Regions from separate parts of the Zea mays genome. Here regions 2 and 3 are each linked to region 1. The links are chromatin contacts, called in public Hi-C maps. All regions are on one chromosome and are shown on one strand. Each heading gives the region's core, a stretch centred on a gene start, on an enhancer-like site or on the middle of the called end of the contact. The rest is flanking DNA. Distances are from core to core; before and after follow the strand shown. Region 1 holds the start of LOC103654697 (fucosyltransferase 2). Region 2 overlaps LOC100281714. Region 3 holds the start of LOC100281714.

The links. A called contact is a pair of places that touch in the nucleus more often than the background predicts.
Region 2: a contact with region 1 is called in a Hi-C map of leaf mesophyll, with 2.1 times the contacts expected there. The contact joins the enhancer-like site here to the promoter of LOC103654697 in region 1. A contact is called at or near these places in 2 of 25 Hi-C or Micro-C datasets (leaf and leaf mesophyll).
Region 3: a contact with region 1 is called in a Hi-C map of ear, with 2.0 times the contacts expected there. The contact joins the promoter of LOC100281714 here to the promoter of LOC103654697 in region 1. A contact is called at or near these places in 3 of 25 Hi-C or Micro-C datasets (ear and leaf).

The regions. Positions count from the first base shown.
Region 1 is chr4:229,219,265-229,221,777 of Zm-B73-REFERENCE-NAM-5.0, forward strand. It overlaps LOC103654697 (fucosyltransferase 2), which reads left to right and starts at 1,256. Exons shown (of 2, transcript XM_008681541.2): 1 at 1,256-1,948. The coding sequence starts at 1,666.
Region 2 is chr4:228,744,662-228,747,174 of Zm-B73-REFERENCE-NAM-5.0, forward strand. It overlaps LOC100281714, which reads right to left. Exons shown (of 15, transcript NM_001154634.2): 15 at 1,836-2,513. Among protein-coding and RNA genes, the nearest start is that of LOC100281714, 18 kb to the right of the region's middle. Within about 2 kb of position 1,255, at least 20 of the 20 cell types and tissues checked have an H3K27ac peak or open chromatin away from gene starts, as enhancers often do. A contact at or near this core is called in leaf and leaf mesophyll, where this site is marked.
Region 3 is chr4:228,762,684-228,765,196 of Zm-B73-REFERENCE-NAM-5.0, forward strand. LOC100281714 reads right to left here and starts at 1,261. Exons shown (of 15, transcript NM_001154634.2): 1 at 1,026-1,261; 2 at 883-923; 3 at 435-504; 4 at 199-347. The coding sequence starts at 1,101.

The DNA of each region.
Region 1 (2,513 bases), core at 6-2,505:
ATTTCTTTTTCTTCTACTTCATGCATGTGAGTTATTGTTTGATATGAACTCTAGTTAATTAAATATACAATAACACTGATCACATCACTAGTACACAGAAGCTCTATTATGTTAGTTGTAAAGTTATTTGTACTGACGTTTTTCATAACCGTCGGTATTAGGAGACAGTAGAAATAATCTTTTTTACAGGCAGGTAACTAAGAACCGCTAGTGAAAATCGATTTTCACGGTCGAAGTCACATGTCGTGTATTTTTTTGCGCAAATTACGCGGCCGGTGGGAATCAAACTCACGACCTATCCCTCGCGTGTAACCTACTCTACCACTCCAACTATCACTTACTTAATGTCTATATTGCAGTTTTGTTGCCCACATATTATAACCAAATGAGTATAAATTAATTTTTTGAGGCTTGAAACGAATTCAAACGAAAAAGTTGTCAACTACAAAGTTTCATAACTTTTGAAGTTCTACAATTTTTATTTTGACACTTTTCCCATCCGAGGTCATTTGTAAAAGTTACATTTTAAATTTGACAAATTTAGATGCAATTTTCGAGTGCTGAAATTATTTCAAATAAAAAGTTGTCAACTACAAAATCATAACTTTTAGAGACCTACAACTTTTATGTTGATGGTTTTTTCATACAAGGTCATTTGAAAAACTCAAAAAAATTAGGATAAAAATGATTTCTATGGGCGGTTTCTTAAAAAAAACCGCCACCACTAGTGACGTTTTCTTAAGGGTTTGCCACTACAAATATGATTTATAGTGTCGGTTTTCTGGAGAAACCGCCACACTAAAAATAGTACCGGCTTTTGATAACTGAAACCGCCCGTAGAAATTAAACTCTACCGTAGTTTGAGCTCTTTTCTACTAGTGCATGTTATATATTTCCATTATACTTTGTGGATTAAATTGTGTATAAAATTCCTACTAAGTTCAACAATTCAAAAACCTGATACGGGTAGGAATTTTAATAGTACTCGCTTTGCTACTATACTTAAACCTCAAATTATGTTTGATGATTCAAACTATAAGAGATGATGTGCGAAGATGATTCTATGGCTGACGGCCATATCACGTGGCAACGAGCAGACCTGAAATAATGGCTTCTAACTCTTTTGAGGTTATATCAACAATCTTTTTAGAGCTACCATGATAAGCGCTCTTGCTGTCCTTATATGCACTTGTTCACTGCCCAAGAAATGTGGGGATGCGCTTGCGACAAAGTTTAGGGTCTCTAACGCTGGCAGTGAGTTATATATATTATGGAGTAGTTCCATATATATATAAATGGTTAGTTTGTGCAAATCTACTCAATAGAGCATTAGAATCCATCGTCATAGAGTGTACGTGATCTTTAATTAAACCTATATTAGCTTGTCTGACACTAATTAAAATACGCCCGTCTTTTTTTTTCGTACGCGCATGTGTGTCGATCGTATCGCCTAAAAAAGTGAACTTCCAAAGTCGTCACACCCGGTCCGGCAGCTGGGTATATTCTTCCTACTATATACATGCTCTCTGTGTGTAATTCAGTATAATACCCAGCTATAGCTGCACCCTCTAGCACTACGCCCTCTCTAGCTCTCCGCGGTGTTCTAGCTATTGGCATATTGCAGAGGCTGAGAGCCAAGCCAAGCAAAGCGATCGAAGCGTAAGCATGGACAAGCTGCAGGCCGGAAGCGGCGGTGGCAAGGCCCGCGTGGCTGCGGCCAAGCAGCACCGTTCGTCGTCGGCGGCGGTGCCGGCCGAGATGCGGCTCGAGGCGGCCCTCACGAGGAGGTGGTGGTGGCCGCCGTTGCGGAACCGCGCAACGGTGAGGACGATGGCCCTGCCGGCCCTCTTCGTCGTGGCGGCCGTGGCGGCGGCCGCCGCCTTCGTGCTCACCGCCGGCTGGGGCTCCTCCTCGTCGAACGACATGCCGACGTCCTCTTTCTTCGACGGTACGTACGCTACAAACAACATGTATAGTGCACTCCGAACTCCGATCCGTCGTGTTTGCATTGCAACAACCTGCTAGAGCCCAGACCGTAGCCGGCCGGTCGTCTATCTATATACCTCGAAATTACCGAAACACGACGGAGCATATACTCTCCTAAGGATGCATGCAAAGCAAATTAGTTATATACTAATAACCAGATAAACGTCCGTTTCAGAAATAGCTAGCTGCCTGAATTTATTAACTAACCCTTCCATATAGTTGGACGATCATTTATATATTTATTTAAATAGACGGTAAAGCATGCATGTGGCTGTGCTAGTACGTACGGAGGCAAGGAGACAATTTAATTACCGAAGACCTAGAGCACCTGCTGGGTCAATCAATTGGTAGGTCTGTTTGGTCCAGTTTTTTTTCTGACGAACTTTTTTAAGAATATGACTACAGAAAGAAACTGACCGTAGAAAGAATTTGAGTATCGTGGAAATTACATAAAGAAGAAGATAAAAAAAGTTTATATGGTTTAAAATGTAGAAAATGATGTTTTCTACTATTGTAATTACTTGACT
Region 2 (2,513 bases), core at 5-2,504, 470 kb before region 1:
TGAAACCTTCATTGTGAATAGCCTAATGCTAAAAAGCAGTACAGGTTCATGAGAGGTTTGGTCGACCCCTGCATTTAATGGTTGGTCTATTTCTTCCTCTCACATATTGTGTAATTGTGTTGGAGTCCATAAGCAGCCTGATGTTAGCTGGCTATTAATAAGCACCCACTTTTATTCTCTCTTTCACGTCACCGTAAATCTAATGTGGTACTCTATGCCTTACATCCAGCCTATATATCTTATTATACTTGGTCTCATATAAAACCAAACTATTCGGTACCGGGTTCAGTCGGCCTCTAGCACTTGGCAGCGTACACAACCGTCCGCACCAAATACTATGCAGGATACCACTCCGAAGCGGCCAGGAATTAAGGATGGCACGAGAAAGGGGCGCCAGGCAAACCGATTCGACCAGCAGACACTGCGACGAGGACTGGCCGCGGGGGCTGTCGCGTGCACAGCCACGTCGGAATCAAATCCTCTACAGTAACATCCTTTTGACGTATGGGGCCAGGCACCGGTCGGCCCCACACGTCAAGGATGAGGTACGTTCATGCACGTTACTGCAGGCGCCACGCCCGTGCCCCGGGCGGGCCCGGAGGTCGTTGTTCCTCTCCACCGCTGCAGCGCAGCTTACAGCTCAGGTGGCCAGGACGAGACCAGTAACGTGGCCGGCGCGGCGGCAAAAGATCCGAGGCCTTCTCGTGGGCAAAGAAAGGACATGTCATCTACCGGGTCGGCGACGTCGACAAAGACAATCAGGTACCACAAAACAATACAAGTCACAGTCCGCTCTGAAGTCTGAGCTGAAACAGATTATACAAATTAATGCATGTTCTAAACCGGGTGCCTGGGCGATGAAGCTGCTCAGCAAGATGGGCATATATACCTAAGGCTGAGGAGAAGTAAACCGACGCGTTCCTCGAATACGGGCCCGCGGAATCGCATTTCGTCGTCGAGCAGTGCTGTTGGCAAACCTAGAACTTCCCCGTCGATCGGTTACAATTGAGATCTCATAAAGAGGGCAGCAAGAGCGTCATCGCCTTCGTGGTGTGGGCCCTGACGGGTGACGGCTACAAGTTTGAGAGGCCTGGAACGCTGGAGCATACCTACAACTATGGTGTCACCGACACCGAGTATGACAAGGGGAATTGCATATGCCCAGGTGTGCAATCTGGTTTTCTTCGCGCTAGGTCCCTGCAGCTGAGATGCTTCTCTGGACACAACATGATGCTGAGTTGTGAGCCATTGCCCTTGCCAGGGATCAATCCACACCAATGCATGTCACATCCATCCTGGACCCTGATGAGTGAAATCGGTACTATCCAATGCACCGACGTTTTTGGACTATAGAGAAGGATGATTCCCTTCGCTTTTCGACAAACTTCCTACGGTGTTCATATATCGTAATTCGTAATGCAGGTGTTCGTCAACGACATCGACTTTGCCAAGGAACAAATGAGCTCAAACACTCTGCGAACAGGATTCTGTCTCGAAAACAAGAACAAGCGTTAGACTAAGGCGGCTCCAGCTGTGAAAATTGCCAAATTCAAGAACTCGACTATATAGTTAAACCAGGAATGTTATAAGCGCGATGACTAAAGCTGGACTTTAACATTCTGCTCTGTTTCATGTTGTCGCACAACAAATGCATGAATAAATTGGGCAGTTTTGAATTCTGGCGAAGTGCTGTTCAGACTCGACAAAGTATAAAGATGGCTCCACTCCTAGATACAGTTCATCCTTTTTATAACTAAAAAAACATTCACTTCGGAACCAGCGTTATATCATTGAAAGATATTGATGCAATCAGAAAAATGAGGGATACCTAAATATGTACACTTTTATCAAGTAAATCATCTCATTCCACCTCAACACTTAAGAACAGCCCTTCTAAGAAATTATGTACAGTTCATTGTTTTTATGACAACTGGAGAGAGAATGCCAACAAAAAAAACACCAACATGAAAAATCAATATGTGGTAGGACTTCCTCACAATGTTATAAGCTATTCAACCCTCATTCAAATAAAATACAGGCAACCATGTCTATGACAGGAGCACGGCATGATATTTACCTCTGCCCAACCAGATTGTTGTCGATTGCAATTTAACCTTTTTTTATCTCGAGGCCATGAGCCACAGCATGTGTTTCTTCAAAGTTGCGGTCACAGTTATAGATACATGGATGCTACCCAATCATAAGCTTCCCAGACCTCTTCATAGTCTTTGTATGGTGCTATTTGGTGTCATACATTGCAAGCTGCGGCCAATCCAAGTAGAATATGACAGCCTTTCAGCAAAGAGGGTGTATGCTAACCAACCATGAACTTCCCGTATACCACCACTCTGTAGTTTTTGTATGGCGATTTGGTGTCAAGACACTGGAAACTGCAGGTCAATACTGGTCGGATATTCACTTTTAGCGAAGAGGCGTTGTCCTAACTGATGCATGCATATGTCATTGAATGTGCATGCTAACCAATCATAAACTTCCCAGATACCTCTTCGCGA
Region 3 (2,513 bases), core at 11-2,510, 460 kb before region 1:
TTGAATTTGAGTGTTCCTTACATATGGCATAATCCAGTCGATCACAAACAAGTGCTAATGGCATATGTAGCAATCGTGGGATGCACTGTAAGAGTGCTACACAAGCATCACTGAGAAATAAACATAAGTGATTGGCACCTTTCACAAATTCATCACAATAGTAAATAAAACCTAGGGAGGTTGGAGAAGAATTATTACCATCTGGTCCGCTAGCATCAAGACCGTCTTCAGTGAGAATCTCCGGCCACAATAAACAAACAGATCTTCAAGGCTTGGTCCGAGTAAATCAATAACAAGAATGTTTTCATCGCCGTCAATGCCGCACCATTTTATGTTTGCGATACCAGCTACATGGATTCAAAATAGCAACAATTCAACACAGATAATGGTATAACAATCAGCAAAGTAAGATTTGTATGTACTCAAACGCATACTCCCTCCTTGAAGAGCATTGTACAGTTTGGCCTCATATAGCAACTGTGGATGATTGGTTTTGCTGCTTTCCTGTACATAATAATAAACATAAGTTCCAAAAATAAACATGGCAAATACACATCTACAGCATATATTAATTTGCAATGTGTTGTCATATAATAACTCCATTCATTTGTAACTTCATCAAATGACTACTTATCATGTCCTAACAGATGTCATTTTACAGAGATGGTTTCGTTTTCATTTTTTTTACAAAGAGGTTGCAAGTAACCTAGAGCACAAAAACCTGAGGGGTCCAGGACGCTGAATCAACATTACACAATTTTAAGCTCCACCTCATAACCCTACTGCGCGCCGCAATAAGCATAGCAAGAAGCCGCGAAACCATAGACGAATTCCAACAAAATCAAACAAAAACGAGGGACGGCTGAGGGAACGGGGGCTCACAATCTTGACGGCGACGATCTCGTAGGTGTCGACGTGCGTCGCTGCATAGAGAGGGAGGGGACAACAACAAGCACAGCACCAAAACCTCGTCAGATCCAAACACCAAGCAAAGTGAACAACAGCTGTCGTGATCGAGGTCGAACCGAGGTAGATCTCCCCGAAGGAACCGCTTCCGATCTTGCGACCCAGCTTGTACTTGCTGCCTACGATCCGGTCCATCCCCTCCTCCACCAGCTTTTCCTACGCCTTTCAGCTCTGGCTCTATCGGCGCCGCGACGGCGAGTGGAAGGAAAGCGAGGGGACTAGGGTTTCGACTGCCGACTACTGCGACGAAATGGGTAGCAAAGAAGGAAGAGGAGAGTGGGCAAAGTGGCGGGTTGAAGGCTTCTAGAAGGTCGGAAACGGATTAGATTTTGCAGCGCAAGACGCGACGGTGAGAAAAAAAAAGTAATGTCGGAGACTCAAGCAGCTTTGCTTCCAACAGCAAACTTCAGGCAAATGGATTTAAATAAAATATATATAAGGACAAAGTATTATCTCTACTACTTATTAAGGCTCTAAGGGTAGCCCGCATGGCTGTTGTTCAATCTGGATCGTCCATCCGTGCGCACAAAAGTTCAATACATGTTTACAATATACCACTAACTGATTACAAGAGCTAATTGCTTTCTCTGTAGCAGCCACGTTTATAAGTTGCTGCCGCACTCTTTTGCTAGCCGATATGGTACCATTTATTTGTGCCGCGGTAGAGAACATGAAATTTATTTGGCTGGCTGATATGAGGCCCATCTATCAATTCAATTGTAAACGGCCCATCTAGGAAAAACCCTAGATATGCCCGCGCCCGCAGGCTCTCCGTCGGTCGCGCGGCTCTCGCGCGGCGGCTCCTCACCCGCCGTCGGTCGCTCCTCATCTCGCAGACAGTCGCGCACCTCCTCTCCTCTACCACTGTCGCCCCCTCCTCGCCGCCATTACTGCTCGCCGCGTCCTGACTCCTGTAGTGGAAATCGGGCGGAAGGAGGTGTTCGGAACATCGAGGCTGCGATCCCAGCGAGCAAGCTCGCGTGGCTTGGTGGGCACAGCCTCCTTCTCGCCGCCAGCTCTCACTCTGGGCCGGCCGGGGTGGTGGGGGACATACGTCTTTGGGATGTTCGGGCGAGCGCCACGGTGCCAGTGTGGGAGGTCAGGGAGAAGGAGGATTGCTTTGCTGATGTTGCCGCGTCTGACGCACTGTCAGCGGTGTTCAAGGTGGGTGCAGCATCCAGTGAGGTGTTCATGGCTGACCTGAGGAGGCTTGGTAACGGTGGTGGCGTTGGATTGGAGCCATGGGTGTGCATTGGCGATGGATAGAAGGCGGCTGCAGCCGCATCATCTGGAAGGAAAGAGAGGAATGGTTGTAGAATTGAGTGCTACTGCAGTTGGGTGTTTGTGGCACGAGGCGCGGACGTTGAGGTGTGGAGTCAGGTGGGATTGGCACCAGAAGCCAGTGGAAAGAAGGTGATGAGGAGGAATTGGGTTGGCAGTGAACTATCCACAAAGCCCAAGATTGTGAGCTGGGCATTTGGTGGCAGCAGGATGGCATTGGCCAGAGCTGATCAGCTGCCTGTGGAGATATGGGATAGTGCTACAGC